Linked DNA regions of Mus musculus: all the other regions are linked to region 1. Evidence: chromatin contacts called from public Hi-C and promoter capture Hi-C data. All regions are on one chromosome and are shown on one strand. The core of a region is the stretch at or near the end of the contact, and the rest is flanking DNA. Distances in the headings are between cores, read along the strand shown.

Region 1 (7,313 bases), core at 2,671-5,170:
GACTATGGAAACCTGGCTATGCACACAGGTAGCAACATGGACATAATATTCCAGTATTAAAACATAAGAAAGAAAAGGGGGCGCAAGTATAACATATTCCTATAACTTGCTTTTTGCACCCCATTTGCATTCAAACCATACCATTCCACTCCACCAGCAGTCTGATTTCTATGAGCTTAACACTGGAGACAACTGTGGAATCATGGTACCTTACTGCTAGGTGGCTCTTCCTCGTTGCAGGAAGGAAGACCTTCTCCATTTCTTTTCCTGTTCACTAAAGGTCACCACCCACTTCATTCCAGAAGGGCAGCTCTGTCAGATCCCCAGGTGTCAACAGTTTTACATGTGAACCAGTTGCACCAAAACAATTTTCACCAAATAAATAAGACCTTGCATTTTGGGGTGCATGAGCTGTAATTTTGCTCTGCAATTGTCTGACCTATGGTACATCCATCAAACCCTGATATCAAAGCAGGAGTGTGAAGACAAGTAAGGAACTCTGAGAAGGAGTTTCTCAGACTGGGAGCTTATTTATAAATGTATTAATATTTTGAGGCTTTTTTCTCCCCTACAAGATTCCTTACTTTGGTGCCTTGAGAGACGGCTCAGTGGTTAAGGGCACTTCCTGCCCTGTCAGAAATCATGGAGTTAGCTCCCAACAGCCATACACAGTGGCTCAACTCTAGTTCCAGGTGACCTCATGTGACACCCTCTTCTGGTCTCTGCAGACATCAGGCATGTACATGGTATAAACACACACACACACACACACAATCATCATCATCATTATCACACACATTATATGCAGGCACTCATGCACACACATAAAAATTTTTAAATTTAAGACTTCATAATTTCAACAGTTCAAATAATAAAATCTCGGACAAAGAGGATTATTTGTGATTAGTTCTCAAGCCTCTAAGCTAGGTCACCTACTCTGTGCTCTTATTTAATTTCAGTTCAAATGTCACCTCCCTAGTAAGAACCTCCCTTCAAGGCACACAAACGTTTCAGCCAACAGTGAGAAGAAAAGCCTTCCTAATAACAAGGATCATTTAAAATGCTGGTGGAGTGAGAAGACAGTGGAGGAACAGAGAATGGGGAATGGGGCAAGAAAGACCACTCTACTCCAGCAGGGAAGGAAAGGCAGGTTTACCACAATCTAGGCAAAAGAAAAAAGGGCATTTTAACTGCGAGTAAACACAATTGGCTTGTGAATGTGTGTATCTGATGAGGGACAGGAGGACTGATTATGAAGTTAAAAACTGACAGACATGTTAGGTTCCTGAAATAGGCTTTTTCTGTTAATAATTATGCGCTTATATTACTAGACTAGGCTTGTTCAAAGCAGAAACACTTTCCACTTTATAAATCACATTATGCCTGCTAGTGTACTCTCTATGAAATAAAATGATAGCCCTTTTCAAGCAAAAGCACTAAGCAAAAAACTAGTAGATTTGGGATTAAACTTTGAAATGATTAATGTGTGTAGTAGAAATACAGTCCATTCGGCTCCTGATTAATTAACTACATGAGACCTACCTTTGACTGGGTCCATCCTAAAGCATACAGAACACCTTTTCTACCCCCAAGAACTACGTAAGCAAATGCAGATGCCTACACAAATACCTATAAAATAAGTCTGGAATAAACACCAGGAAAACTATATAAATTGAGAAATATAATCCAGAAAATAAGCAGTTACTTCTAACCAAGGTACCAGGTGAATACTGGCATATATAAGAGGTCAAGATATGTTGATTCTGCAGGCATTATGGAAGGCCGGGGCAAGGCTTTAATTAAAAGATTAACAACATTTCTTAGGGAATGATAATGGCAGAAGGCAGGCCAAACAGAGGGAGGAGGAGGGAGCAAGGAAGCCTCAGAAGCCAGCTATTGGGCTCACAGGCAACAGCAAGGTGATGCAGTAGGAAAGAATGCTACAAGAGCAGGAGGTACTTTAGTTCACTGAGGACCAAACTAAAGCAAGAGCTTGACAGAGTAGTTCAGATGAAACTGAGGCTAAGCTATACTAGTTGAACTGGAGTGTGGACCAAGTGCTATCTACAGCCCAGTGAGCAGTCAAAGGCCAGAACTAGGTCACACCAGAATGCCAAGAAAGGAGTGTCTTCCCTTCAAACCACAGGGACTGTTTACGGATGGGGACCATTTCCTGAGAACAGAGCGTCAGCTAGTTAGTATCTGTCCTCCCAGTATTCCCTGCACATTACTAAATACTAATAAAAACACGATACCCTGCAAATACTCAATCTAAATTGTGCTGCTGCTGGGACAACCAAGTGGTCAGTTATTCCTGTTTCACACACCCAGGCACACTGTAGTTAGTCTGACATCTCCAATTTTACTTGTTTTTTTTTTTTTTTTTTTTTAAAATAACTCAGTGCTTTTATTTTAGATACCACTTTTCCAGTTTACAAAATATGGCTTTATCCAGTACCTTGCATAGAAAACCATCCAGTTTCCTTACACACACACACACACACACACACACACACGGCTGAAAAACTGTATTAACTGCAGGAAGTTTGTGTTAGGTAGCAATCAACATACTTCCAGAGTTACTTATAGAACCTGCTACATCATAGGGCAACCTCAAGATGCTTCTACATTTACAAAGTTGTGTAAGGGGTCCAGGTTGTGCAACACTCACCACTGAAATCAGACTCTAGTGTATTAATAGTTTTAACACCTAAATAAGCTTTACGTTTATTATTAGATTCGAAATATGGCCCAAATCGCAGGTATTCAAAGTATTTCATGAACAGCTTGCTTATTTGCTTCAGAAACTTATGAGGATGCTATTTTTAAGTGGGAACTTTTTTTTCCTTTTTTTTTTTGCTACAAATGTACACGAGGTCACCTGAAAATTAACAGTTGTGATCCTGGACTTGACAAAACCGAAAAAAAAGAAAAAAAAATCAGTAGTAAGTCAGCATACCCACAGTATGCTCACACCCAGCCCACTGACCTGCCTTGCATTACTATCAAGTCAAATAATGCCAGCATACACGTGGCAAAAGTCGCCAGAGCTCAATGGTGCTTTAATGATCCCGAGAAGAATTGCCCTGCCATCGAGTCATGTGATCTCACTTATTCGGACTTGGAGATTGAGGATATTTCCAAAAAAATTTAGGTTTTTTTCTTTTCCTTTTTTAATTTTTTTTTTTCCTCCCCAAAAGGCTGTCCCACTTCAGGGTGCGCCTTGCCAGGGCCTAGACGGAAGCGTGCAGGTCGGGGAGGTGGGACCAGGGAGAAAAATCTGGACCGGGGCCCGTCACGCTCCAATTCGTTCGACTTCCCTCTCTCTCCCCGGGCCGCGGAGACAGTCGAGGCGGGGGCCCCCCGGGGACGGCCGTGCTGCTGTCACACTCTCCGGGAAGTGGCAAACGGCTGCCGCGGGCCTGGCTGCAGCGGGCCCGGGCGGAGCAGGGAAGGAAGGCCCAGGCAGGCCGCGGCCGCTCGCAGCGCCCACGTCACCAGCGCCAGCACTGCGGAAATGGAGCGGCGGCCAGGGGACCGAGGGAGGATGGGAGGAAGGGAGGCGCTGCGCCCCCGACCCGCGCCGCTCGGCGCCGCCGCCGCCGTTTGCCCCGCCTGCCCGCCCCGGTCGCCCCCGGCCCGCCGCCGGCCTCACCTGTGTCGCCGATGATGATGTACTTGAAGAGATAGGCGTACGCCATGGCCGCGGCCGCTCCGTGCCAGGCTCACGGCTCCTCCTCCCGCTGTGCGCCTCCTCCGCGCCCTCACCGGCGCCGCTCGGCCGCGAACCCGGGCCCCGCCCGCCGTCGGTCGCCGTCAGAGCCAGCAGCAAAGGCCGAGGGGCAGCGGGACGAACTGACAGCGCCGAGCGCGGAGCACAGCGGCCCAGCCCTTCGGAACAATAACAGCCGCGGCGCCTCCGCCCCGCCTCCGCGCCGACCCGGAAGTGCTGCCGCCGCCTGCGCCGCCGGAGGAGAGGGGAGGAGCCGCGGCCGCGCCCTCCGGTCGGAGTCCCGCCTACCCCGGAGCCCCGCCTACCAGGCCGGGGCTCGGGGAGTCGCGAGGAAACGGAGCCTGCTAGGTTCAGTCGCCGCCCTCTCTCTCTCTCTGTGTGTGTGTGTGTGTGTGTGTGTGTGTGTGTGTGTGTGTGTGTGTGTGTGTAATCGTGGTATGTCCCTATAATGCTGTTATGTCGCTCTTAAAAAGATGTAAAAAAAAACCCAACTGTATAAATATTGAAGTAAATATACATTTGCATGCTGTTTATCAGACCAGGATTCTAAGTGCAATGTTGTGTATAGGTGTAATGTGTACAATATATGGCTTAATCATGTTTTGTGTATGTATTGTACGAAAAACTGAAATAAATACAGAAGCAACATGAAAGGAAATACCTGGTATGACATGATGGAATTAGTAAAAAACATATGTGTGTGCATGCAGTTTGAAGGTACTTTTGCCTTTGAATATATTCTGTATATATTGCCAGTGCTGCCAACTAGAGGCAAACCCAGTTCTTTAAAAGCCCAGATTTTAAAGAAGGTGGAGGACAGAGTTAGTTTACTATCTGAAACAGTTTTCTAGAGAGCCCACTTACAAGAAAGTGACTATCAAAAGGACAAAGGTTACTACAAGTAAGCCATGCATTTATAATCTCAGCACTTGGGAGATAGAGGCAGGAGGATCAGGAATTCTGGGTCATTCTTTACAACACTGAGGGGTCAAGCATGAGACCCTATCTAAAAAAAAGTGTGTCCCCAAAATGTACAGATAAAAGCACTTGCCATGCAAGCCTGTCTTGAGTTCATTCTCTGGAAACCACAATAGAAGGAGAAACACACACACAAAGTGAGAGAGACAGAGAAACAGAGAGAATATAGCAGAATGATGTTCGTGGATCTGTTCAGGAAATTTAAGAGTTGTGTAAGGAAGCTGATTTAATGCTTCCATCTCTCTTCTGTTGCTGGAGGAGGAATGAGTGGGCTTTTGTGGCTTTCGTGGCCAGCCTCCTGCTGACTGTCATCCCTTCCCTTGGGAATCAACCATTCTGTGATTATAGTTGATGGTACCATGCTAGGATGACTGAAGTTGGTTGCTACTTCATTTGCACAACTGACAAGCAGGACCTCACTAGGTTTTTCTTCATTACTAGGGAGGTGGTTTGCTAAAGGCTCAGGAACTTGATGTGAAAAGCAACTGAAAAAAATGGGGTTCACTGGTCTTTGGGACCTTCCCCGGGTGCTTCAGGCTTGAGGCTGTTTTGCCTAAGGGACTTCACTCAAGTCATCTTTTCTGGGTGTCTGTTCAGAAACTCGGGTCCTTACTCTCAGAGTGTGGTCTTTACTATCTCAGCTCCCGAAGGACAACTCTGTAGACTGTAGGAGCCTAGCCTCCTTTGTAATCAAGAACAGTCCCTAGAGCAGACAGCTAGCCAGAGAAGTTGTGGCAGGCCATGCAAGGCCTTGTGTGCTGAGATATACACATATAGAACTCTATACAGGAGACACAGGGAAATTATGAAGGGAAAGAGGTACACAGAAAAAACCTCACAGCCATATATACACAGTGCTAGAGGCAATGTGGTGGTATAAAGAGCTTAGGAAACCTGGCTTCTGGTCTTGACTCTGTCCTGATTGGATGGTTGTGACAAATTGTTCTTGCCTTTCAGTGTATGGATCTGTACAAGGCTGAAGTTGGTCATTTAGGAGGGCTGCTTTACATTGGAATGTGCTTGGCTGTTTGTCTGTCCAATCTCCAGATGTAAATGTACCAGTTAAGGTAGTAATCCTACCCCCCCCCCCCACCGTGAAGATACCAGGGCTATACAGGTGTCCCAGGTTCGTGTTCCTGTACGGGGCTGCTCTCTTTTAGTGCGCAAAGATTGCAGAGGCCACTGCACCACAGCAGTACGATCAAGTGTGAGTGGGGACCTGATTTTCTTTATTTCTGAGTTTTTTGCTAGATTGTTGTGTACATCCAAGAGAGTGGGCATGTGTGTGCTATGGCCCTCTACCAGGCCAGCGTACAACTTCTTGGAATTGGACTCTCCCAAAACACTTGGGTCCCAGGGGTCAAATGCAGATTGCCAAGCCTGGTAGCAGGTGTCTATCTGCTGAGCGGTCTCACCAGTCCAAGCACTTGATTTTCATATCTTCCTCTGAGCCTCAGATGAGGGTGGTAGGTGCTTTGCAGATTCAGTGTATTGGCTGGAGATAAGGCTCAGTAGAAGGCTTACTGTGCAAGCATGAGGGCTTAAGTGTGGATGCCCATCACTGGAGAGGTGGACACAGGCGGATCTTACAGATCAGGGAGTACAGACAGCTGAATTAGTAAGCTCCAGATTCACGGAGAGACCGTGCCTCAAAACCCTAGGTAAAGAGCCAGTGAGGAAGATAGCCAGTGCTGATCTCTGACTCCTGACGCAGATGCACACGCGCTGGGACACACATGCACGTGCGGACACACGAAACACAAACTGAAAAGTAAGAAACAACATATAGAAGAAAAAAATTAAATATTGTAAACATTATAAAAAAATAAAGCTGAAGGTTGCTGCTCAGTATTGCAGTACTGTCCCCGGAAGGACTAAAGCCCCGAGGTTCCATCCCAAGCAAAGTAAGGATTTTAAAGATTTATGTTACTATTTTTATTTATATGTATGTGTGTGTCTATATATCATGTGTTTGAGGGCTCATAGGAGCTGAAGTTTCAGAATGCCGTGAGCTTCCTGATGCGGGACATGGAAGCCAAACTTGAGTCCTCTCTGGAAAACCAGCAAGATTTCATAACTGCTGAGCCTCGGTTTTTAAAAATAAAGATATAAAATTCTTAAGTACTGCATACTCTCTAAAAATTACTTTAGGGAAATAAAAGTCTAACCACTGTATCAGTTCATGTTTAAAGCCAGCCCCGGAGCTGCTCAGGGGGTACCCATCTGTAGTTCCAGCACACTGACTGGGGAGCAAGCATGGATTGGAGGCCAGTGTGAGCGACACAGCAAGACCCCAGGCTCAAAGCGGGAGGCAGCCTTCCTTTTACGTTTCTCTTTTCTGACATTTATAACACTTTGTTTTATTTTCTCCAATCATATATGTTACCTTAAATTTTCTTGTAGTGGGGATATAAATACATGTCATTTAAGACATTTTATTTAGCCGCTAAAAGCCAAATGTATTTTTTCAATTAAAATCCCCAGACTAAGTGTTAGTAGACCTTCTGGAATTTTCCATTGGTTTTGATTTTCAGCTACTTCTGTGCTCTTAGGAATGAGCCCCAGTCATCTCTTCTCTCAGTTTTACACCATATCTGGTGGC
Region 2 (7,313 bases), core at 3,606-6,105, 480 kb before region 1:
TGACAACAGCTCATCCTTACAAATGGCTCCATCTCAGGATATTGCTGATAATTATTGTGAATACGCTCACACAGTCTCATGTCTGACAGAATGGTTTCACTTTCCAGCAAGGGCCAGAAAGCCAATTGAAAGATTTCCAAAATGAGGCGAGGTTCCAAGCAGATCTGAGGCTACTGCTCAAAAGCCTATTCAGTACCCTTCTCTCTTTCGTCTCCTCAAAGATGAAGTCTGAAGCTAGCTAGTGTCTGGCAGGGAGGCCAGTGTCAACATCCTCTACATTTATTTATTTATTTATTTATTTATTTATTTATCTATTTATTTATTTACATATTGGAAGGCAGCCACCATTTATGGTCCTTCATTTCCAAATACTAGGAGCAGTGGTAGCCGCCAGCAATGCCTCCAGGCCATCAGACTGGCCACTCTGCACAGCCGGCCGGGACTAGGTCCAGGGCATTAGTTGCTGACCACCATGTTTATAGCACAGTTAATGTTGCCTCAGCCCAAAAAGGCCCTAATTAAAGAAGATGATGGGCTGCAAGCTCCCTGAAATGAGTTGGCTTTTTGAACACAGCTTGGAAAGACAGAATCTATTATATCCCAATACAGTCCCATAGCACCACTCTGTTTAGACCTCGTCTGGGTTTCTGTTATAGCGGTGTGACAGGAGGGTGACACGAAGGCCTTGGAGAAGGTCCCAAAAATTCATGGGTACTCGGGTGATTGTGAGAAGCCATGCCCCACTCAATACTCTTCAGTAGTTGTGATGACCAAATGTGATTCACACAAGACTGGGCTCGCTAATGTTTGTAGAGAGCAGGTAGGGGCTTGTGCAGCCCTCCCTCTCTCTGGGGATATAAACAGGTTGATGGGTTGCAATGCACCTGTAAGGATCTACAATTAAACACACTGCTACCTGACCAGGAGTAATAAGATGGTTGTTCATCTCCCCTGGAAAAGTTAATACAATGTGCACGTGGATGGATATATTTGTGGTAAAGACTCTTCTGAGGAAAGGCAAAATAAACTAGGATTTATTTTAATGTAGCAAAGAGGAAAGAACATTGTAACCATCTCTAGACTAATCAAGAGAGAATGAGATTGTCTTTGATTGCAGGAGAACAAACAAATGGTCTCGGTTTCCAGCAGCAATCAGAAAATGTAGACCCAGTGAGTCCTTAGTGATAATTGAGTCTAGCCTCTTCATCTGACCAATGAGGAGGGTTTTTTGTTTGTTTGTTTGCTTGCTTGCTTGCTTGCTTGCTTACTTGTTTTAGCTTGAATTTAAATCGCAAGTTGCTCCACTAAGTCTAAATGGAGTCTGGGGTTCTCGCTTGGCTGACAGAAGCACTAGAAATACTTATTTTTCCATTATTAGAAGGACTGGCAGTTTCCCAGTGATGCTTGTAGTTTGGGTTAAATTTTAGACTGATTAAGGCAACTGTGTTCCATCAGGAGCACGGCCTTTGCCAGGACACAAGGGACATCTGCACCAGTTGTTGTTTGCTTTGTGTTTTGTGGTGCTAGGGAAGAAACCTGGGGCCTCCTGCATTCTAGATAAGCATTCAAGCCCAGAGCATCATCATGCCAGCCACGGCTCAGCTTTTGAGCTAGTTAAGTGACGTGATGAAGTAAGTCTGGTCTTGGCAAGCTGTCTACTACCGGCTTTCAGAAAGGAGTGTAGGGCAAGCTTGACTACACTAGGGCTTAAGAGACTAAAGCCATACAACACGAGACACCCAGACTCATGTCATCGAGAAAGCTTCCAGAAGACAGCTCAATGACAACTCCCCAGCTTGTTCACACTAGCAGGCAGCTTCATGGGAAGCAGGCTGTGGACACACCATGTAAGTTACTGAAGCTCTGTTGGCCACTGCCTTGACCGAAGCATGAAATTTTCTGTTTGCTCCACAGCCTCTGATTTCAGAGCAAAACTGCCACCAGCTGTGCCTGAAACAGACCTTCTTTTCCTCCCATTGGAAATGAGGAGCAAGGCACCTCAGGTGACAGGGTGGACGGAGGGAAACCAGAGGAGCCGTTTTCCAATGAGTTTGTCAAGGTTAACCAAAGTCAAGAAGAATCAAAGTGCTCCTTGAGATGCCAGGTGTCAAAGAAGAACCTCCACAGCCCAGAGGGCAGAACAATGAGCACAGCCTGGAAGCTCAGAGAACACACACTTAATTTATAATTATATCCATAGAAGTGTGACCTGGTCAACAGTTTCCATATTAATCAGTGCCACCCAAGTGAAGTAAGGAGTAGATTTTCAGTACTGAAACAGGGTCCTTGTGGCCATCTTTCCCTTTGTCATCTGCTGAGTGTTCTTTCTCTCTGTTGGGTCACTCTCAGTCATCCTTTCAAAACCCCAAACAAGTATCATAATGTTTTTTCAGTAAATTCTTGCAGGGTCGCCAAGGCAAAGTTATGTACATCCCCTCCCAGGATTCCAGATATCAAATTCCATATGTTATTATACACAATTACTTAACAATTGTCACACTAAAAGATAAAAAATAGGACAGAGAGAAAGTATCACAAGCCCTTTAGTCATAGAAAAGAGAGTCTATGTCCTGAATCCTCCACATAGAGCTCTGTCCTTGAGCAAATTAACAATCTTCCTGCTTCCTTAGTAAAACTCTCTTATACAGTGGAGGAATAAACCTACTTTAACAAATTCTGTGATAATGAAATCAAGCAAGTAATGCCCACAGCACTGTGTGTGTGTGTGTCTGTGTGTGTGTCTGTGTGTGTGCATGTCTGTGTGTGTGTGTGTCTGTGTGTGTGAGTGTGTGTGTGAGCGTGTATGTCTGTGTGTGATGTGTGTGTCTGTGTGTGTGCATGTCTGTGTGTGTGAGTGTGTGTGTGTGAGTGTGTATGTCTGTGTGTGATGTGTGTGTGTGAGTGTGTATGTCTGTGTGTGATGTGTGTGTGTCTGTGTGTGTGCATGTCTGTGTGTGTGTGTGTCTGTGTGTGTGAGTGTGTGTGTGAGCGTGTATGTCTGTGTGTGATGTGTGTGTCTGTGTGTGTGCATGTCTGTGTGTGTGTGTCTGTGTGTGTGAGTGTGTGTGTGTGTGAGTGAGTGTGTATGTCTGTGTGTGTCTGTGTGTGTGAGTGTGTGTGTGTGTGAGTGAGTGTGTATGTCTGTGTGTGATGTGTGTGTCTGTGTGTGTGCATGTCTGTGTGTGTAAGTGTGTGTGTCTGTGTGTGTACATGTGTGTGTGTGTCTGTGTGTGTGCATGTCTGTGTATGTAAGTGTGTGTGTGTGTGTGTGTGTGTGTGTATCTGTGTGTGTGTGTGTGTGTGTGATGCAGATTCCATGTAGCTCAGTTTCCCAAATAGCTCAACCTTGAACTTGCTGTGTATCAGAGGATGGCCTTGAATTCCCTATTGTCCTGCTTCCGCCTTCCTCACAGTCAATATTTAATAAATTACTTCATGTGATTTTTTTTTCCTGCATCTTCCCTTCAGAGACAAAAAAAAAAAAAAAAAAAAAAAAAAAAAACCCATCCTCTCATCTTTGGAAAGTTCTCAATATCAAGAACCAGACCTTGAACACAGCAGAGACTTAATGCAGGTGTCCCTCCATTTTTGAAGTCAGTTTCTAATTCATAGACTGGAGGGTTAGCTAAAGCCCTAACAAGACTCATTTGACAGGCAGCCCCATCATGAATTGATAATACTGTACGTGGGGAAAGGACTGAATTTGTGTAACCTACTGCCCATCACAGCTTGGCCATACAGTGTGAGCTGTAGCTCTCTGCCTCTGTCCATCTTCACAGGAGAGTCTCAGACTGAAGAGCAACAATCTTGGTAAAAAAACAAACAAAAATCAAAGTGCAGTTCCTACTAAATGTGTATTGCTGATTCTTTTTAAGGGTATATAATCATGCAAAGAATGTGATAAGACTAAATGGGATTGTCTGTCTGTCTGTCTGTCTGTCCGTTTGTGACATGCTTAGAAAGAGTCTTGATCATGGGGGTGGAGGGATGGCTCAGTGGCTATGAAAGTGTACCTGAATTTGGTTCCCAGAACCCACCTTAAGGAGTTCACAATTACCTACTACTCTAATTCCAGGGGACCCAGTTCCCTCTTCTGGCCTCCACAGTCACCTGCTCTCACATGCACATACACATTATTATCAGTAAAGTAGACTTGTTTTTCTTAAAGAGTCCTAACCAAAGGTATTCAATCTGATGATCAGGAAGAGGAGTTCAAAAGTCAGGCATGATGACATATGCTTTTAACCCTAACACTAGGAAGGCAGAGGCCGGCTTGAACTTTGTAAGTTCAAGGCCAGCCTGGTCTACAAAGGGAGAAGAGAGAGAGAGGGAGAGGGAGAGAGAGGGAGAGAGAGGGAGAGGGAGAGAGGGAGAGACGGAGAGAGAGGGAGAGAGGAAGAGAGAGAGAGAGAGAGAGAGAGAGAGAGAGAGAGAGAGAGAGAAAGGAAGAGAGGAAGAGAGAGCAAGCAGGGAGTGCCACGAGTCCCGAGTCCCACTCAGGCTCTCCCCACCAGTCTCACCTGCTGAAGTGATATCCTGTCAAGCCCTTGTGGACCGTCCTAGGGCTACAGCACCACTGACTTCTTTGCCCAGAACAGTGCCAGTCTTTGTGGCTGCTTTGCTCTGAAGGTCTCCCATCCAGCTCTTAGTGGTTAAGGGTAATTTCTCATCATCTATACTAATACTGCTTCATTCAAATTGGAAATGATAGATGATTAACAGACACAAGAAAACATGTTGTGCTACATTCAGAGAGGATGCAAATGACAAAAACATGTTGCCTTCTGGACAGGCAGGGAAATGGCTTGCAGCAGCACACCCGGTTCCCTGTACCTCCGTGTCTGGCTAGACGGTTTTATGGCATTTAAGCAGCACAGCGCGAAGGCACCCAGCGCACACTATAACTCTCAAAAAAACAACGTTCTCATGTGCTAATGGCAACCGAATCAGAAACACATGGATTTAATTTCCTTCAAAATACCCACGGGTATAAAAATCAATGCAGGAAAGCCATTTGGCTAACTCTATTTGGGGCTTTTCTGAGCCCAGAGATTGTGAGAAATTGTTGGAAATGGCTGCTGAGCTCCAAATCCCACCAGGTTGAGCCCTCCCCCAGTGCAGCTCCAGCCTAATGTGATGTGAAGCCCCGGCTGTCCTTTTGGAGAGAGGCAGGTGCTTGCTGTGTGGTACCTTCACGGCTGCCATCTCTACAGATTTCCTGCTTTGTGCTATTAGTTCATTTGCGCAGTGTCTCCCACCACATTGCCGTCAGGGAGATCTCTTTTTGGCAGCAGATCGGGATCCCTGCCTGAAAGTTGATAGAGGTTGAGCTATTTGCAGAAATAATGCTTTCCAGACGTACTAAACAGTACCCCTCTTTCCAGATGGAGTGGCATTAGTGTTGCTTCCAGCCATTTCCTCACCTTCTGCTGTTCTTGTCAGATCTCCCATATGCACCACAAGCCTTCTGTATTCTGGGGAACCTTGGAAAACTGCTCAGGCCCTCAGCCTCCCACCACTTGCAAGCAAAAATGTGTGCGCGTGCACGCAAGAGAGTGCACGCTCGCGTGCGTGTACACACACACACACACACACACACACATTCAACTGCCTCCACTCTTATGCGTGCACATACAGTTTCCCTCCCATCTCCTAGAAGTCAACTTAGATTTTATGAGAGAGCTAATCACGGGAAGTGAGAGCTTAACAACATGGGGACTTGGTCAGGTAGGAATACATGGACCCCTGAAAAAGCCCCTTGCTGTAGATGGTTACCCCTGACATCAGTTCTCATAGCTGACTCCTGTATCATTGGCATGTCACATTGCCATGTGGTCATCTCTAGCTTGTGTCCCTTCTCTGGTTTCCATGTCCTCTCCAAAGCTCAGCCTGCAATGGGGAGGGACAGAGTTGAGGAGAGGTAAGAGGTTAAAAGGTAAGCAAGTTGTGAGGGCTCCGGCTCATAAATAGATTAATGCTGTTATTTTGAGTGAGGGAGTTAGTTGTTGTAGGAGTGAACTACTGATAAAAGAATAAATGGGCTTGCCATGATTTCTGTTTTATACACTCCCTTGCCCCCTCTGCCTCCCTCTACTGAATAACACAGTACGCAGGCTCTCAACTGGTATACTAGGGCCATACTCTGAGGTTTCCCAGCCTCCAGACCCATTTACCATATAAACTATTTATAGCATATATAGCCTTGTGTGTTCTGTTATAGTAGCAGAAACAGGGCTAAAACTGGCCCATATAGAAGACCCATTGCATTGTAGGATCCCACAACATCATATCCATGCGTACTTTCTTTACTGAGAAACTGCCCAGGTTACTATATGGGCATGCAGTGTCCTTGGCAGTCGGAAGAGGAAGTTAGATCCCCTGGAACTACAGTTACAGGCTTGTGAGTTACCACATGTAGATGTGGATGGAGCCTGTCTTTCAGAAGGACAGTACATGTTCTTACCCCCTGAGCCACCTCCCCAACCTCACAAATGCTATCCAAATGTAGGCTCCTGGCCAAATCACATTTTCTTTTTATCTCTAAGAAACATAATTTCTGTGATCTCATGAAGCCAAAAGTCATTTACTCTCAACTCAACAATTGCTACAGGGAGAATTCAGTCAAGGCATTTTTGGGTCTTTCTCTTTCTTGTCCTTGACATATGAGTTGTGTCACTGATGGTCAGACCCACACCCACAGAGAAGTGTTCGCTGTCATTCTGTCAAAGCCCTCCCACACCCTAAAGTAAGTCCCTCATCTCTACCATGTATTGGTCTTGTTAGAACAACACAAAGCAGATCATTTTGCAGTTGTGACCAATGGTGGCATGTCCTTCTTATCAGGAAAAGGCAAATTTAGAAACCAATTGCATTAAGTTCTCACCTTAATCAAGTTCTTATTTGCCTAATGTTACCTAAAGGCTTAGGGGCTAGAGAGATGATTCAGAGGCTAAGAGCACTGTCTCCTCTTCCAGAGGACCTGAGTTCAGTTCCTGGCATTCACATAGCAGCTTACAACTGTCTATAACTCGGGTCCCAGAAGTTCTGATACACACACATGGTGGACAGATGCACATGTAGACAGAACACTCATTCACATAAAATAAAAATAAAGGTCAGAAAACATTATGGGGAAAAAAGACCTAGTTTTGAAGTCTCAGACTTCTTTGTTGCTCAAGTTAGAGCATCAGAAAAAAAAAAGATAAAGAATTAGTGCTAAGCATAGTCATTCCTTTAAGCCTTTTTAGAAGACAGGATCTCGTTGTGTCCCAGGATGGCTGGGAAGTGTCTATGTAGACCAGGCTCGTTTTCAA
Region 3 (7,313 bases), core at 3,355-5,854, 390 kb before region 1:
GTTATTACAAACCAATGAGTGAGTTTCTTCTGTACTCCATTAATGTCTGTGTAGGAGGAATACTGATATCAGCCTTCTCATAACATGAAAGGGCTTAGAATCCTTTCGGGAACACAATAAGTGCCGGTATTTATATGGTACAAGAGAAGAATGTAAGGGCCAAAAAAAAAAAAAAAAAAAGACTGGAGTAAAGACTACTTCACATAGAACTGTCAATAATTCACAACCATTAAGATTTAAGTCAGTCACAGTAATCAAACCTTTGTCAGCCCACCGGGACAGAAATCTAATCAATCAGGAGGATGTCACCAGCGGTCTTCTTCAAACCCTAAAAGTACAGTAAACTTGGTAAAATTGTGGGAGAGACTGTTTGTCCTAAAGAAGGGCTGGAGATTCCATGAACTGTGAGCCACCACGCATTGTGCGATTCTGAACATCACCAAGGCTAGCTTCAAAACAGAGTTCGGTCAAGATACAACAAGTAGGTATGTTGCAGACTCCTGGAGTTGGCACCTTCAAACGGATCAGTTATGTCAGGCGCCCTGTATAAGGAAGGATATGAATAACTAGTTTACCTAGGAAGACAAACTGACACTCTCAGGTACCACCAGCTCAAATCCAAAGGGTCAAAGATGCTGCTTCCCTTCCAAAGATCAGTGGAGGGTGGTGTCTTGGAAAAGCAGCTCAACTTCTGTTTTGTTTTGCCAGGAATGAGTTTGCATTTCCAAAGGAACCATCTCTTCCTGGGACTCTTTGGATTTGACTAGGTAAGTGAGCTGTCACCGCCATTTACTCCCAGGCAGAGCAGGACATCTCCAGAGCCTTTATTCCTTTCCAAGGGGAGAGGCAGCCCCAATGCTTCGCCTTTTCCTGGGCACGCCTTGCATTTCCCTTGCATACAATATCTAAGAAATGGGGATTCACTTAGAGACTGAAGCACCCTGGCGTTGTGTGCTGATGCTATTGGCCCATCTTATGTTGCCTTTACATTGATGGCTATTGAAATTGCCCTTCGCTGAGAACTCCACCATAAGTATTCACATGCATGTTTTCCATAGCTCTGACCACAAGCCTTATACATGTGCTATGACACCTCCAGTGGTAGACCCCAACATGTAGATCAATGTGATGGCTTGCTGAAGGCCATATGGTTAGTACTTAGCAAAGTAAAATGATGCCATGTCACTCTACTATTCAAAGACTGTGGCTGCATCAAAGAATTACCAGCAAACTACATTTATGAACAGTGCTGCTCTGGTTGGAAAGTATATTTTTTCAAAAGCTCACTTGTTGATAGAGCAGAAGTTCCTCATCTGGTTCCAGTCACCCTCCTACATGCTCAGCCTACAGAATATTCATAAAATTCTATTCTTTTACTACCCAGGCTGTACTATTTAGTTATGTCCACAGAAAGCAGACCAAGGGAGATGTAGAAAAAGGAGATATCACAAGCAAAATACACTGAGGATCACAGCCTGAGCAATGTCAACATACTGTAGAAATAGAAAGCCAGCCATAGAGATTTCAAAACCAACCAAATGAATACTATGAAACAGCCACATAACTGTTAGCTTCCAGGAGTCTGGGCTCCTTCATCTAGAAATACGGTAATAATAACAGCAGTGGCTAATGCTGATTGAAAGATCACCTACAACAGGAATTATGCCAAGTATTTTACAACATTGTCTTATTTCGTTGTCTCGGTAGCTAAAGAACTTTGTGTCTTTCTTGTCTGGCAAGGGGTATCTGCCAATCCTTTCCAGATAGCTTATTCATCAAGGAAGTGGGTGGTTCCCCAAGACTTCTGATGTTCCCTCCCTTCAGAAAAGTGGTTCTTCTTTCACCAAGAAATATATGGTCACTCCACTCATGGAGATACTGACCTGTGAGGAGGTGTTTAAAAATGGTTTGGTTTAGGAAAAAACCTCAGGAATAAATACAGAATGATACACGATCCAGAGTCCCACTACTAAGAATATACCCAAAACCATTAACAAAATGAAGGAATTAAAAAAGATCCTTGCAAGTTGTTTTTCTTAGCATTTTACCCAACATCTGACCGATGGCAACAATACAAAGATCCATCAATAGATTAAAATATATATATATATGGTGCGAACGCTGCACGCTGATAAGGAATGGAATGCTCAATCGTGGTACGACATGGGTAAGTCTGAAGACCTTAGGCTAAATGAAGTAGCCAGTCACAGAAGCACAGCTATGGATGACTCATCTGCATGAGAAACCTGGAGTAGGCTCGTTCACAAAGTAGCATTGAGGAGCTGGGGCAAAGAGGGATGGATAGACAGCTCATGTGTATCGAGTTTGTATTTGAGTTCATGAGAAAATTTCTGAGTAGATGATGGTGATGGTTGTACCACACTGTAAATGCCACACACAATGTGCCACTGAACTGTACCCTTAACAGTGGTGAAAATGATAAACCTTTATGTGGTATGTATTTTAGCACAATTTAAAAAATAAAATCTCCAAAGAAAAGGATTTGAGATTAATGGTGCTACTCCAAAAGGAGAAAAAAAACCAACCAACCAACCAAACAAACAAACAAAAAAACCCAAAAAACAAAAAACAAAACCATTCCAGATTGTTGATAAGCTAGAAGAGAAATCATGTCTCACGAGTGCAGTGTGTTTTGAAGAAGCCAAGGGAGGCAACAGCAGGTAATGTTGTGTGCTGGGAAATAGGAAGGGAAGGCAAAGTCTTGCGTTCTGCTAGACAATCCTGGGCAGAGACCCAGGGCATCTCAGAGCAGATGGCAAGTTGGATCTTGACAGTAAGGAATGGCCAAGGGAGACGGTGTCATTGAGAAATACACCATCTATCTCAGAACTCTGGGGAATTGCTTTAACACATTCAGTAGCTCTCTCGCCTATCAAACAATACTGCATCCTTCCTTAAGCCTAAATAAACATCTGGCCATCCTCATTTTAATTGCAATAAGGAAACAGTTGACTAATGAAGTCACTAGTTGGCCTTCGGTGACATCGATGCAACTTATGATGTCTGTTCACATCAGACTCTCGAAATTCAGATCGGTGTATGCTGCAAACGCGTGGCGACGGCCAATTCCTGCAGACCGGGCAGCACTTCCCGGGTGAGCTTTGTCAGGAGCTTTCTGGAGCAGCTGGGTGGAGGTGATCCAGTGGCGAGCCAGGAAAAGCCAGCCCACCCACACCTCCTGTTGAAGCCAGCAGCGCTGTAGGGGGCCATTTATGCTATTTTCTATAAAGAAGGGGTTACAGCATATTCGCCAGAATCAGGAAGAATCCCTGAGCCTTCTCTGTTCTTGTTTGCATGAGTGGGTGTTGTGGGTGGAGCTGTGAAGGGAGCCAGTGGGTGGCTGTTGCGGAGGTGGAGTCGGCACTACTGGTTTCAAGATTGATCAGAAAAACAAACAAAGGCAAGTATTCTCTGAGAAAAGTAAAAAAGTCCCAACTCGTGATCAGAGGCCATCTCATTTAATAACTACAGTCTCTTTTCCATATCTGTATAAGTCCAAGAAGCAGGCCAACCCCCAACCCCAAGGGCTTACACCTGCCCAGTAGAGCAAGTAGATTCTGGCTGGGTCTGGGCAGGTCTTGGCAGCTTGCGCCGGCCCCTGCCCTGGATCTGGGCTTCTTACTCCAACATGAGGAGACTATGATGAGTCTATACTAAAAGTAACATCTGTGCCTGTAATTTTTAATGATAAGGGTGATGGAACAACACGCAACAATAAAACTCATGAAACAGAAAGTGTTTTTCCTTTAGTCATTTTATGTCAGGAAATTACTCCACCACTACGTTACACCTTCCATGCCGAGAAACAAATGTAGTTACCTTAACTCCACAGCGCTGCATGCTTTAGTTTTATAGTTGGGTGTTCCTCATCTTGAAGAAGTAATCAGGATGAGACTAATTCTGGAAAGCCATCAAGTGGCCAGGCACATCATACACCTGCCACGTCGTTGATGGATGGTTAAGGCATAAGGGTCTCAAGTCAGAGGTCTGCTGTCCTTCCACATACACATTTCTATGTTAAAGCCCTAACTCCAATTATTCAAAAATGAGGGTGTATATGGAGGCAAGGCCTTTGAAAGAGGTGATGTTAATAGAGTCATTTTGGGTGGGCCATGATCTGCCATCTCTGGCAAGTTTATAAAGGAGCATGGGACAGACACAGAAGGAAAAGTCATGGAAAGACACAAGAAGACAGACATCTGCAACCATGAACACTCTGACCTTGGATTCCCAGCCTTTCAGAACTGTAGGATATAAACTTCAATGTGTCTCTGGCACTTGGTTATGACAACCCTATAAAGCCAGGACAGGGAGATAGGGTGGCTTTATTGGTAAACCTCACTAGACAACCACTGACCATGGAAGTGTAGTGTGTAACTCCACCTCTTGCATCTAGTAATACCCAGAAACACACACACACACACACACACAATGTTCATGATCACCATGTTTTAATGGGCATAAATGTATTAAACTGTAATGTGAATGTGTTTTGCAACCATTTTTTAAAGTCCTTTAACAGAACTAGGGTTTTGAAGAATAACCACATCCTCTCCCTCAGCACTGTCTCCCTTCCGGCCAGCCGGTCGCTTAAGATGTTGTGTGAGCATGCTGGGGACACGTGGCTGAGTGGAACTGCTGCCTCCCACCCACCCCTGGAGATCTTCCTGAAAAGAGAAGACGAGATGACAGCCTCTCCACTCTTCCAAAACGGAGTCAATTCTGCACCCTTCCTCCTCACCACAGCTGCTCCAGGGAAGCTGTAAGAGGAAGCCAGTCCCTGGGGATCAGACCTCTAATGGCCCCTTTCCAGGACAAGTAAGCCACTGTCACCCCTCCCCCCACCCCCATTCACCTGTGCTCCTGGGGAGGCCAGCTGCCCAGTGGCACTAGTGTTTGCTTTGGATTTAGAACAACAGCTTCCCCTGTCAGCCCTGGGGGAAGCGGCAGGTGTTCTTATATGTCAGTGGAGCCAGTCTTAAACAACAACAAAGAGAACGCAGAAAGCCAAGCAGTTGGACATTAGAGGAAAGGCTCACAAGGCCCCTCACCAAGAGATGAGAAAGTTTAAAAAAAAAATCCATTTTTCCTTATTCTCCTCAAAAGGAAGTAGAAACTCAAGGAGCATGGCCACTTGCAGACAAAACTGGGAGAAGGAGTCTCTGCCAACTGCAGCCCAGTACCAAGGACAGCTTGGAGGGCTGGGGAGTAACGATGATCAATCAGTAAGAACAAGGGCAGGCTCCATAGCGCCAACTGCCTGTTGAACGCATGGGATTCTGGCCTACTAAGGAGCATGGCACCTCACATGCTTGCTGTTCATTAAAGTCAGCAACTGTAATGAACACCAGCACTTTTTGCTGTGGTTAAAACCTAGTTTCAGCTTTTGCCTCGGTTTGTCCCCTTTCTCCTGGGGACTCTCATGACCACTGTCACCTCCTTTCATTAGAATTAGCACTTCCTGTGCGTTATTACTGAGATCAGCAGAACCCAGAGCTAGGAACAGTCACCTAGCCCCACCCACCGCGCTTCATCAGGCTTCCCCAGAGAGTAAAAAGCTAAGCTTCCCTCCCGCCTAGCCTCTACACTAGAGCTGAGGAAAGGAAGTGGGTGACTGGAGAACCAAACATCAAAGCCATCTGAGACTAGAGCGGTAGAGTAATTCAGAGATTGTAACAACTGCTGTTTTAGAAGGCAAGCATCTATCTTTGGGTACACCTTTCCATGCAACTTCTCGCCTGGTCCATCAGGTTCTATCACTGATGCCTTCACCCAAAAGATGTTCTCCCTGGCCTCCAGACTTTCCTCAGTGTAACTCCTGTAGTTAAGAAGCCTTTCTTGGTCGCAGAGTCTAAAAATAGCAGCGCAAATTCTGCAGTGCTTTGGTTTTCACTTGGGCACTTTACACTTTACACAGGTCCCTTACTGCCTTGCAAACTAGACTATGTCATCTTCACGGCTACATTTTCTCCATCAGTATCCTCAGAAACCCCTGAGGACCTCAGCATCTTGTGATGCCCATGCCTATTGTATAAACTGATGTAGTATTTGCACATAGCCTGCATGTGACACATCCTCTCCTATGCTTTAAACTACAGCATCTTGAACTGTGGACTTTGGCCTTTACAGTGTCACTGGCTTAGTTAGATTTTCTTTCGCTGCAACAAAACACCATGACCAAAGAGCAAGTTGGGGAAGAAAGGGTTTATTCAGCTTACACTTCTACACTGCTGTTCATCACCAAAGGAAGTCAGGACTGGAACTCAAACATGGCAGGATTCTGGAGGCAGGAGCTGATGCAGAGGCCATGGAGGGCTGCTGCTGCTTACTGGCTAACTTCTCCTGGCTTGCTCAGCCTGCTTTCTCATAGAACCCAAGACCCCCAACCCAGGGACAGCACCACTCACAATGGGCTGGGCCCTCCCGCCTTGATCACTAATTGAGAAAATGTCTTACAGTTGGATCTCACAGAGGCATTTCCTCAACTGAGGCTCCTTTCTCTGTGATAACTCCAGCTTGTGTCAAGTTGACACAAAACCAGCCAGTACAATCGCATAAACTGGATGCAGAGTTGTGGACCCTTAGGCAAAAGTAGAAGATTTCTGAGCACATAATAAATGAAAATCAATTGAAGGCAAGCGTGTATGGAATCTGAGGCATTTCTGACAGTGCCCTCTGATGCCACATCTTCACTGTAGACGTGGCTCTGAACATGCACTACAATATCTGTGCAGCACATGTCTGTGCCCAACAACACCAACACAAAACACAAAACCCACCAAACGTTGCCGGCCACACCTTGGCTCAGATTTGACCCTGCTGTTATTCAGTGTGGTGTCTTTGATATACATAAAAGGTTTTCTGGCATTATTTGATTATTAATTTGGCAATTTTGAAAATTTATTTAATTACCAAACAAAGTTTTTGAATATTTTCCTAGTACCGTTCCTCAGTATGTAAAACTCAGATTAATATTTTAAAATGTAAAAATCAACGCCGCTTGACATGTGTGGGGCGTGATGATGCACACCTTTATTTGGTCTCAGTACTCAGAGGCAGGCAGATCTCTGTGAGTTCAAGGCTGGCCTGGTCTACAGAGCAAGATCCAGAACAGCCAGGGCTACCCAGTCTCAAAACAACAACAACAACAACAACAACAACAACAACACAACGACAATTTGCTGCTTTGAATTGCTAATTTGAATATCATGAAATATAGCTCAACGAATTTTGGCTTAGCGTTGGAACACATTTTCCAATCATTTCTGAAGTGGTACTAAACATATTGGTGT
Region 4 (7,313 bases), core at 2,276-4,775, 270 kb before region 1:
AACATATTTGTCTCACTGTTCATGTGACCAAGGAGCCAAGCCTAGTTCTCTAACGTGGCCTGAAACAGCCGTTAGCACATGATAACCTGCACCCTCAAGGAAAGAATAGCCTTGCTAAATTAGACAGCTCTTCTACTCAAAACTATACAAATAATGAACAAAAAATGAAAAAGTATACAGAGAAGAATAATAAACTGCTTCTGGTCTAATATATTTCATACTCAAACAGAGATAGTGAGTTACAGAGTACTGAGTGAGAAAATAAAGATATTCTGGAGACTATAGTTAAGACTTTAACTTTATAAAATGTTCTATTTTTTATTGTTATGTTCAATTATCCTGGAATCTAATATAACTCCTTATGGAGAAAACATATGTTAAATAAAGAAAAATAAATGTTAGGGGATAGTATCTCTCCTGTGTATATAGTACACCCAGATTCTGACTCTAAGATAACTTCTGACCTTATGATTCTAAAAGGAAAAGGGCTTGGATTATTTTCTATAGATAGATGGCATATAGGAAGTGCTATAACTAAATATGGAAAACAAAACACCTATGCACTCTAAATATCTACACACACATTCAAACATACCTCAATGTTCATATACAAGACCCCTCTCCTGGGTCTTGGGGACATTAACTTGTGTTTAGGACAATATTTAAATGCCAAGCCACGCCCACTGTCATGGTGTGTGAAGCTGAGGTGGCTCTCCCTGGGAGACAATTCTTAAATTATTCATAGTAAGAGGAAGCACAGCTAGAGTCCACAGGAAAATATCAAATTTCTTTTTCTTTCCACGTGCAATATTGTCCCCTGTTATCATTTTTTAAAATGATAAACTTATAGCAATTATAAATTAAAGCAACGAATGTTGAGAACATTTGCAGTTTAAAAAGTTAGTGGCTGTTAATGGTCTGTCTCTTCTGATGGAGTTTTAGCAGCCTCTGAGCGGCGGCAGCGGATGAGCATCTGTGGGCTCTCTACAATCCTTACATTCAGACAGTTCCTGTCTTCCAGAGAACTTTTCCTACCAATTTTCTCCATTCCCACATTCACCAAGCCAATAAATCAGTGGTTCTCAACCCAGGTCATGACCCCTTTGAGGCTTGAACAACCTTCTTGCAGGGGTCACGTATCAGACACCCTGCTTATCAGATATTTACATTTCAATTCATAACAGTAACAAGATTACAGTTATAAGTAGTAATGAAAAAAATTTTCTGGTGGGGGGGGTCACCATAACATAAGGAGCTGTGTTAAAGGGTCACGAATTAGGGAGGTTGAGAGCCATTTCAATAAATGTTCCATCTTCATATACATCTGCAATGACATCTAATGCCTTACAGCGAGCCACACGGGGCTGTAATATCAATTTGTAATCCATAGGTACCTGCCAGTAAAGGTGGGCAGAGGGGGAAAAACTAAGTTCTTTGAAGCAGGCAAAACAGAAAGAAAAGCCATGTCCGCATCAGGTACAATCTCACTAGCTATGGAGAATAGAGTTAATTATAATCTCAGCTCTAAGCCTGCTAAGTATGCCTGCCGAAGTACTACAAGTTCAACAGACATGAGTGCATCCCATTCCAAGAACACAGCTATCTTCCTCAAGTAGCGCCAGTCCAGTGAAGGGGACCACTCTTTGAAGCATGCCAACTATTTACATTTTACCATATATCTGTACTCACAAACTAACAGTTCTAGAGACATTAGGAAAAGGCAGCCTTTGTAACGAGCTAAGTAGTGCTCGTGTCTGTTCCAACACGTGACAAACCTGCCTTGGTTTTTATCATTTGATCCATTAGGGCATGAAGCTACAAACTCAGTTACCAACTGCATCCTCCACACTCCACCTCAACACCCGATTTGAAGTACGTTGACTTGTTGCTCCGGATAGTTTTTATAGGAGCATGTAGTGTATATGGTAATAAGTGTGCAAATCCTGAGTATGTGAGAAAAGAGGGACATGCAAGCCTACTGTTGGTGCAGGGGTATCTCAATAAGCTCTCAGTTTAAAAAATACAAGTTCTATTTTTATGTATGTGTGCGTGCACATATATGACTGCAGGTCAAGAGAGGGCATTGGATCATTTGGAGTTGGCGTTACGTTACAGGTCATTTTGAAACATTCAAAAAGGGTGCTGGGAACTGAACTCATGTCCTCTGGAAGCAGGAAGTGCTCCTGACTTCTCAGTCACCTCTTCAGCCCCAACCGATGATACATTAACAGAAACAATTGTGTTAAGTGCCTGTGCTCACCAGTATTTTGTTGCTGGTAGCGTGCTTGTCTGTCTGTCTGTCTGTCTGTCTGTCTTTATTTTCCCTTGTCTGATAGTTGATAAACTTTAGGACAGCATCTAAGTTCCATGATTCTCTTGGCCACTGGGAAACTATACCTTGCATTCATTTTACTAAAAGAAATCACATTTGCTCTACATTTCAAAAGCTATGAAGAACTACTCAGGCTTGCCTGGCTGACGTATATCCACAGTACCTACTTTCTGGAGATACAAGCTCAGCATTTCCCAATCTGGGCAGGAAGGCAACTGACTCGGAGCAGAGAATTCCCAGTGCTTAGAGAACATAATGGAGTTCTTCTTTCTAACGCGCCTGGGCCACGAGCTTACCTGCTGCCACTGGCAGGCACTTTTGCTTATCAATATGAACTGTATCGGTAATAAAGATACTTTCAACATATTAAGTTATTTATGCAAAAAGTTGTAAGCAGCGTGATACAACGTCTGCTTGCCCCAGTAACAGACCGAGCCTGATGAGGGCATTGGGAGCTCCCGAGCAAGGTCTTCTTGGGAGCATTTTCTATGGAAAAGGTTGTCTGTACCTCTGGAAGTCTTAAACATTTCTTTTGAGTTTCTTGACTTCTCCAAATAGGGTTACAAAGGTTGATACATCTTAAGGTCATTGCTTAATGGAGTTTTGATTTCATTCCAGAGCAATCAATCACCAAGGGGATGCGAAGTATCACCCGACAGACACTTCATCTTATGATAATGTAGCCATTGGGCTTTTCTTTAGTTTTATTTGTTTGTCTTTTTGCTGTTACTTTTTTGAGACATGGTCACATGAAGAAACAGCTGACCTGGAACTCCTGATCCTCCGCACCCACCACCATACCCCGCGCCATAGTGGCATCTTAACAGGGCAGTATGCAGCAAACCACCTGGACGATCACCCCATGGGATCCTCATCTTTGCACAGGGCGCCGCTCACCTGCTTTTTCACTAGGCGGCTGCTCATAATCTTCTCCACCACTGGGCCTTCTGCATCAACAGATTCCTGAAAAAGAGAAAGTGGTATCAGCCGATCCCACTGGCAAGCCATCTGACCTGTGCTGCAAGCGCGAGTGGGAAAGCACCACTCCCCTCTGCCCATGCCTCCTGCCCTTTCAACCACAGGGCCCAAAGTTAACAGTGGGAAAAATTACTAAAAACAAGAAAAACCTCACACTACATACAGCAAGGCAAAGGAAGGGCTGTGCTTATGACTTCCTGACTGTGTGGTTAATTACGGAGAGAAGCACAGTCCCTCAAGCCACAACGCATCCTCCCTGGCTGCTAAGGAAAAGTAACCTGTGCGCGACAGCCGGTCAGGAGCAACTTCCCTGCACCGATATTCACGGACTGAATGCTCCCTCTGCCCTGCTACTGTAGGCAGCTCTGTCCTATGGAGGCTGTGTACAACAATTTAATAGAGATCCGATTGCCAGCTAAACACCAAGCTGCATTTAATAGGGCCTTTCAACTGGCAGCCAGTTTGTTAACTAAAGTACAGTAAGAGCAAAAAAAAAAGAATAAATAAAATCTTTGCAATAATCAATTCTGTTACTGCCCGAGCTACATACAAACTATTTTATCCATCATTTACATTGCACAGAAAATACAGTGTGCCCTGCTGGGTACTCCAAGGCAGTAATTTTATAAAGGGGTTCTGACGGTGCCAAGCAGCAGGAGATGAGCTCGAGTGGTTTATTATGGTTCCGGGAGCTACAGCACTGAATTCTCAGAGGTTCATAGTCTAGCTCAGACTCTTCCTCAGCAGAGACATTTAATTCTCCAAACCTCTGGCACATTACATATCATTGCCTTGTATAAAAATGAATTTGAGCAAGTAGGGCTTTTTAAGATACTACTGAACAATGAATTTCCCACGACACGTCAGCCAACATCAGCAGAACATTCCCCTGCCCCAAGTCCACCTCTGCCACTGAACTGCTTGGCTTCCAGGCATAAGTTCCCAGTCCACCCTGAAAGCACACATGAAACGGCGCAAGCCTGGCTGCCGACCTGCTGCTCTGACTGCGAGGTGTTGGATGGGGAGTCTCTTCCAGCAGCATCTGCATCATCTGCCTCCTCATCAGAAATCTTGAACTCCAAATCTTCAGTGTATCGCTTCCTCTTCACCTGCCTGCTGGACCGCCTCTTCTACAACAGAAGCCCAACAGTGTGAGTGTTAAAGGGCAGGCTTTGGGGCTCTGTAACACGGTACACAGTAGTAAGACTGCTTTCCTTCCTCCTTTCCTTTTCTAAATCTTAAAGGAAAACTGGCAATTTTCATCTAGAATGCCGAGTGAAAAGACATTGTGACAACCACAGCAATTATCTGGAGATATGGGGTCCTAGGACCTTGTAATGCTGCTGCTCCAAACAGCAGTCCCTTCAACAAGAACACACGGGTACAGCAAACCTTGTCCCTCACTTGGCCATCTCCATTGCGGGCAGTGGCAATACCGGAGGTGCACAGTGGACCTATGGCAGTCTAGCACACTCTGCTCTTATTTCTCTATGACTGAAAAGTATAATGTAGAGAGCCCACCAACAACAGTGCATTAGAAAATAATCTACAGGCTATAAAGGTTAATACAAACATTGTTATATTGTTATTTCTCAAGGTATTCCAATGCACTTTACTCTGGGGCCTGAAAGAAACAGTTCGGGGCTGGAGATGTCCGCCTCAGTGCTAAGCACTTACGAAGAATGCACAGAGCCCCAGGTCAATTCCTAGTCCTGGAGAAGGAGGGAGAAGTGGGAACCACACGCACATCTCATAATGAGTAGCTTTGGTAAGTAGGGTGGCGTTGTTTGTTTGTTTATCTGGGGACAGATTCTCACTATGTAGCCAGGGCTGGCCTGAAATTCACAACCAAGCTAGGCTCCAACCCCCAAGAGGTCTGCCTGTCTCTGTCTCCCAAATGCTTGGATTAAAGTTGTGTGCCACTCTGCCTGGCAGTTCTAGTTTTAATACAACTTTTTACCATGCTGCTGCAAATGTCAAAGCCTGGTAGTCAGTACGACTGCTGGCGAATGTTCATGTTTGTGGTCAAGCACAACCCGGCACAGCCTGTGCAGGACGACATAGATGTGTGAAGCCTATGACCTACCAGCGCCACTTCCGGTAAGCTACGTGATATATTTGGAAATCTGTCCATGGTAAATTGATGAATGAAAGCAAATCACGTGACTGCAAAAGTCACTTATGACTCTACTTAAGACAAATGCAAACTGTTTCTCTATCTGGATGGGCAGACGATCAAGAGCCCTCTGAAGAGGAAGAGAATCTGCTGCTTAGGCGCAATGCATAGCGCTTTACTTCTCTACCGCTCCAGAAATACTCCTGGAGAAGCTACCTGTGTGTGCTTCCGCTAACAGGGACAACCTGAAGAAATAAAAAGTGTTACTAGGTATAAGGTTCTCTCTGAATGAAGAGAGAGAATGAGTGGGGGTAGGGGTAGAACACTGTAATTTCAGCCCTAAAAGAAAATCCTTTTTAAAGAAATAAATTTCTTTTTAAAGAAATAGAGAGCAAAAAATAGGAATAAATAATGAAAGGATAATGACGCCACCGAGGAATACAGGACACAAACATTTTTCTAAGAATTACGAACTGCTGCTTCTTAAAGATTCATCAATTGTGCAGGCCAGCATTAAGATGGGAGGACGTAAAATATTCATCATACAAATGAAGAAGACATGACAGACACTGTGATCTCTTGGGGCAAGACCCACACGGCCTCAGGACGGTACCTCATAGCCTGAGAACGATTCCATTTAACCTGCTTTATAAAGATACTTTTGGTTAAAATCAGTGTGTCCTGAGGAGAAAATGAAAATGTGGCCTTGCTGTGGCCGCACCTTGTGAAAGAGTCAGTTAGAGTTAACATGTCATTAACTCTTGATGAGCAACCAGAGCATTGGAACTTTTCCCTCAAGCCCCTCACAGATGCACCACAGGAAGAAGTGTAACAAACACGCAGCCTGCGTCATCACTTCCTGTAGCAGGCACCAGGAAGACAGCTTTCTAGGCAGTTTCTGTGGCCGCCTGACTTTGGCTGTTGAATGCAGAACTGTTACTGAGACAATTAGATGGAAGCACGGAGCTTGGCCTGAACTGCTAAGTGCTTTTCCGTACCTAAAATACAGGGTGGAAAGTGGACACAAGGCAAGGAAAAGAGTGGAAAGAAAAGGGAAAATGGGGGGCGGGGGGAATCCCGGAGGAAATCCCACCCCAAACAGTAGTTCATTAGTCAGAACGGGAAATAATTCTTTTGTTTTGAGGCAGGGTCTCCTTTGGTAACTTTGGCTGGCCTCAAACTGGCAAGTGCTGGGACTAAAGGCATGTGCCACTACATCAGGCCTGTGAGAACAATTCTTAATATTATCCAAATATTTTTGTTGTAAAGTCCCAAAAGAGCACATTAAGACAAAACAACCTCAAGGATACAATGAATTTCATTATACATTCTTAGTTCCAAACTCCTTAACCAACTTTTAAGAGAAGATTCAGCACGGTTGTTGAGAGCACTTGTTGCTCTTGCGGAGGACCAAGGTTTGATTCCCTGCACCCACGTGGTGGGTCACAACCATCTTCAACCATTCTACCTTCTTAGAACCTTCTTCCAGGATGTTCTACTCAAGAAGAATGCAGTATTCAAGCTGAAGTTCTCTGCAGGGGGCCACATATTACAGACCCTTGGGCCTTGGGTAGGAAGATCTGAGGATATATTACAGGTAAGAGGAAGCCCAACTGGTCCCTAAGGGCTGGCTGCCTATTCCAATGGGACCCACTCCCTGATAATTCAGATGTCACTTGCACAAGCCACATTCCCAGCCATCCCAAAGGACCAGACTGGCATGCATCCACGGAACCTATCAAGGAAATAACTCACAACTGTCATGCATACTTTTGAGACCTCTGTCAGTCCAAATAGTGAAGGCAGCAAGCTTCATACACAAGAACCCGAATTCCTACTACTCACTTTTAGACCTCAGGAGAATCTAACACTGAACCAGTTACCATC

Evidence for each region. Promoter capture Hi-C pulls out the DNA fragments that hold promoters and counts their contacts. Hi-C and Micro-C count contacts between places; a contact is called where the count stands out from the background.
Region 2: a promoter capture Hi-C map of hippocampal neurons shows a contact between it and region 1, with 5 times the contacts expected there. The contact joins the enhancer-like site here to the promoter of Rab2a in region 1. A contact is called at or near these places in 14 of 39 promoter capture datasets (the 3T3-L1 cell line, 3T3-L1-derived adipocytes, the C10 cell line and 8 more), 4 of 484 Hi-C or Micro-C datasets (CD4 T cells, CD8 T cells, cerebral cortex and 1 more), 5 of 115 datasets of contacts at active chromatin or transcription factors (astrocytes, effector CD8 T cells, embryonic forebrain and 2 more) and 3 of 9 other capture datasets (adipose tissue, liver and macrophages).
Region 3: a contact with region 1 is called in a promoter capture Hi-C map of neutrophils, with 3 times the contacts expected there. The contact joins the enhancer-like site here to the promoter of Rab2a in region 1. A contact is called at or near these places in 3 of 39 promoter capture datasets (the C10 cell line, neutrophils and pre-B cells), 3 of 484 Hi-C or Micro-C datasets (CD4 T cells, granulocyte-monocyte progenitors and uterus) and 4 of 115 datasets of contacts at active chromatin or transcription factors (the 230-238 cell line, effector CD8 T cells, embryonic stem cells and 1 more).
Region 4: a contact with region 1 is called in a Hi-C map of CD4 T cells, with 3 times the contacts expected there. The contact joins the enhancer-like site here to the promoter of Rab2a in region 1. A contact is called at or near these places in 1 of 39 promoter capture datasets (pre-B cells), 2 of 484 Hi-C or Micro-C datasets (B cells and CD4 T cells) and 1 of 115 datasets of contacts at active chromatin or transcription factors (bone marrow-derived macrophages).

Annotation. Positions count from the first base shown.
Region 1 is chr4:8,532,251-8,539,563 of GRCm38.p6, reverse strand. Rab2a (RAB2A, member RAS oncogene family) reads right to left here and starts at 3,920. Exons shown (of 8, transcript NM_021518.3): 1 at 3,656-3,920. The coding sequence starts at 3,701.
Region 2 is chr4:9,017,518-9,024,830 of GRCm38.p6, reverse strand. No RefSeq gene overlaps it. Among named protein-coding and RNA genes, the nearest start is that of Gm34428, 13 kb to the right of the region's middle. Within about 2 kb of position 4,855, at least 19 of the 459 cell types and tissues checked have an H3K27ac peak or open chromatin away from gene starts, as enhancers often do. A contact at or near this core is called in hippocampal neurons, where this site is marked.
Region 3 is chr4:8,925,027-8,932,339 of GRCm38.p6, reverse strand. No RefSeq gene overlaps it. Among named protein-coding and RNA genes, the nearest start is that of Gm46842, 18 kb to the right of the region's middle. Within about 2 kb of position 4,604, at least 119 of the 459 cell types and tissues checked have an H3K27ac peak or open chromatin away from gene starts, as enhancers often do. A contact at or near this core is called in the 230-238 cell line, effector CD8 T cells, granulocyte-monocyte progenitors and 3 more, where this site is marked.
Region 4 is chr4:8,802,278-8,809,590 of GRCm38.p6, reverse strand. Chd7 (chromodomain helicase DNA binding protein 7) reads right to left here. Exons shown (of 38, transcript NM_001277149.1): 5 at 4,303-4,440; 6 at 3,230-3,295. Among named protein-coding and RNA genes, the nearest start is that of Gm46841, 89 kb to the right of the region's middle. Within about 2 kb of position 3,525, at least 33 of the 459 cell types and tissues checked have an H3K27ac peak or open chromatin away from gene starts, as enhancers often do.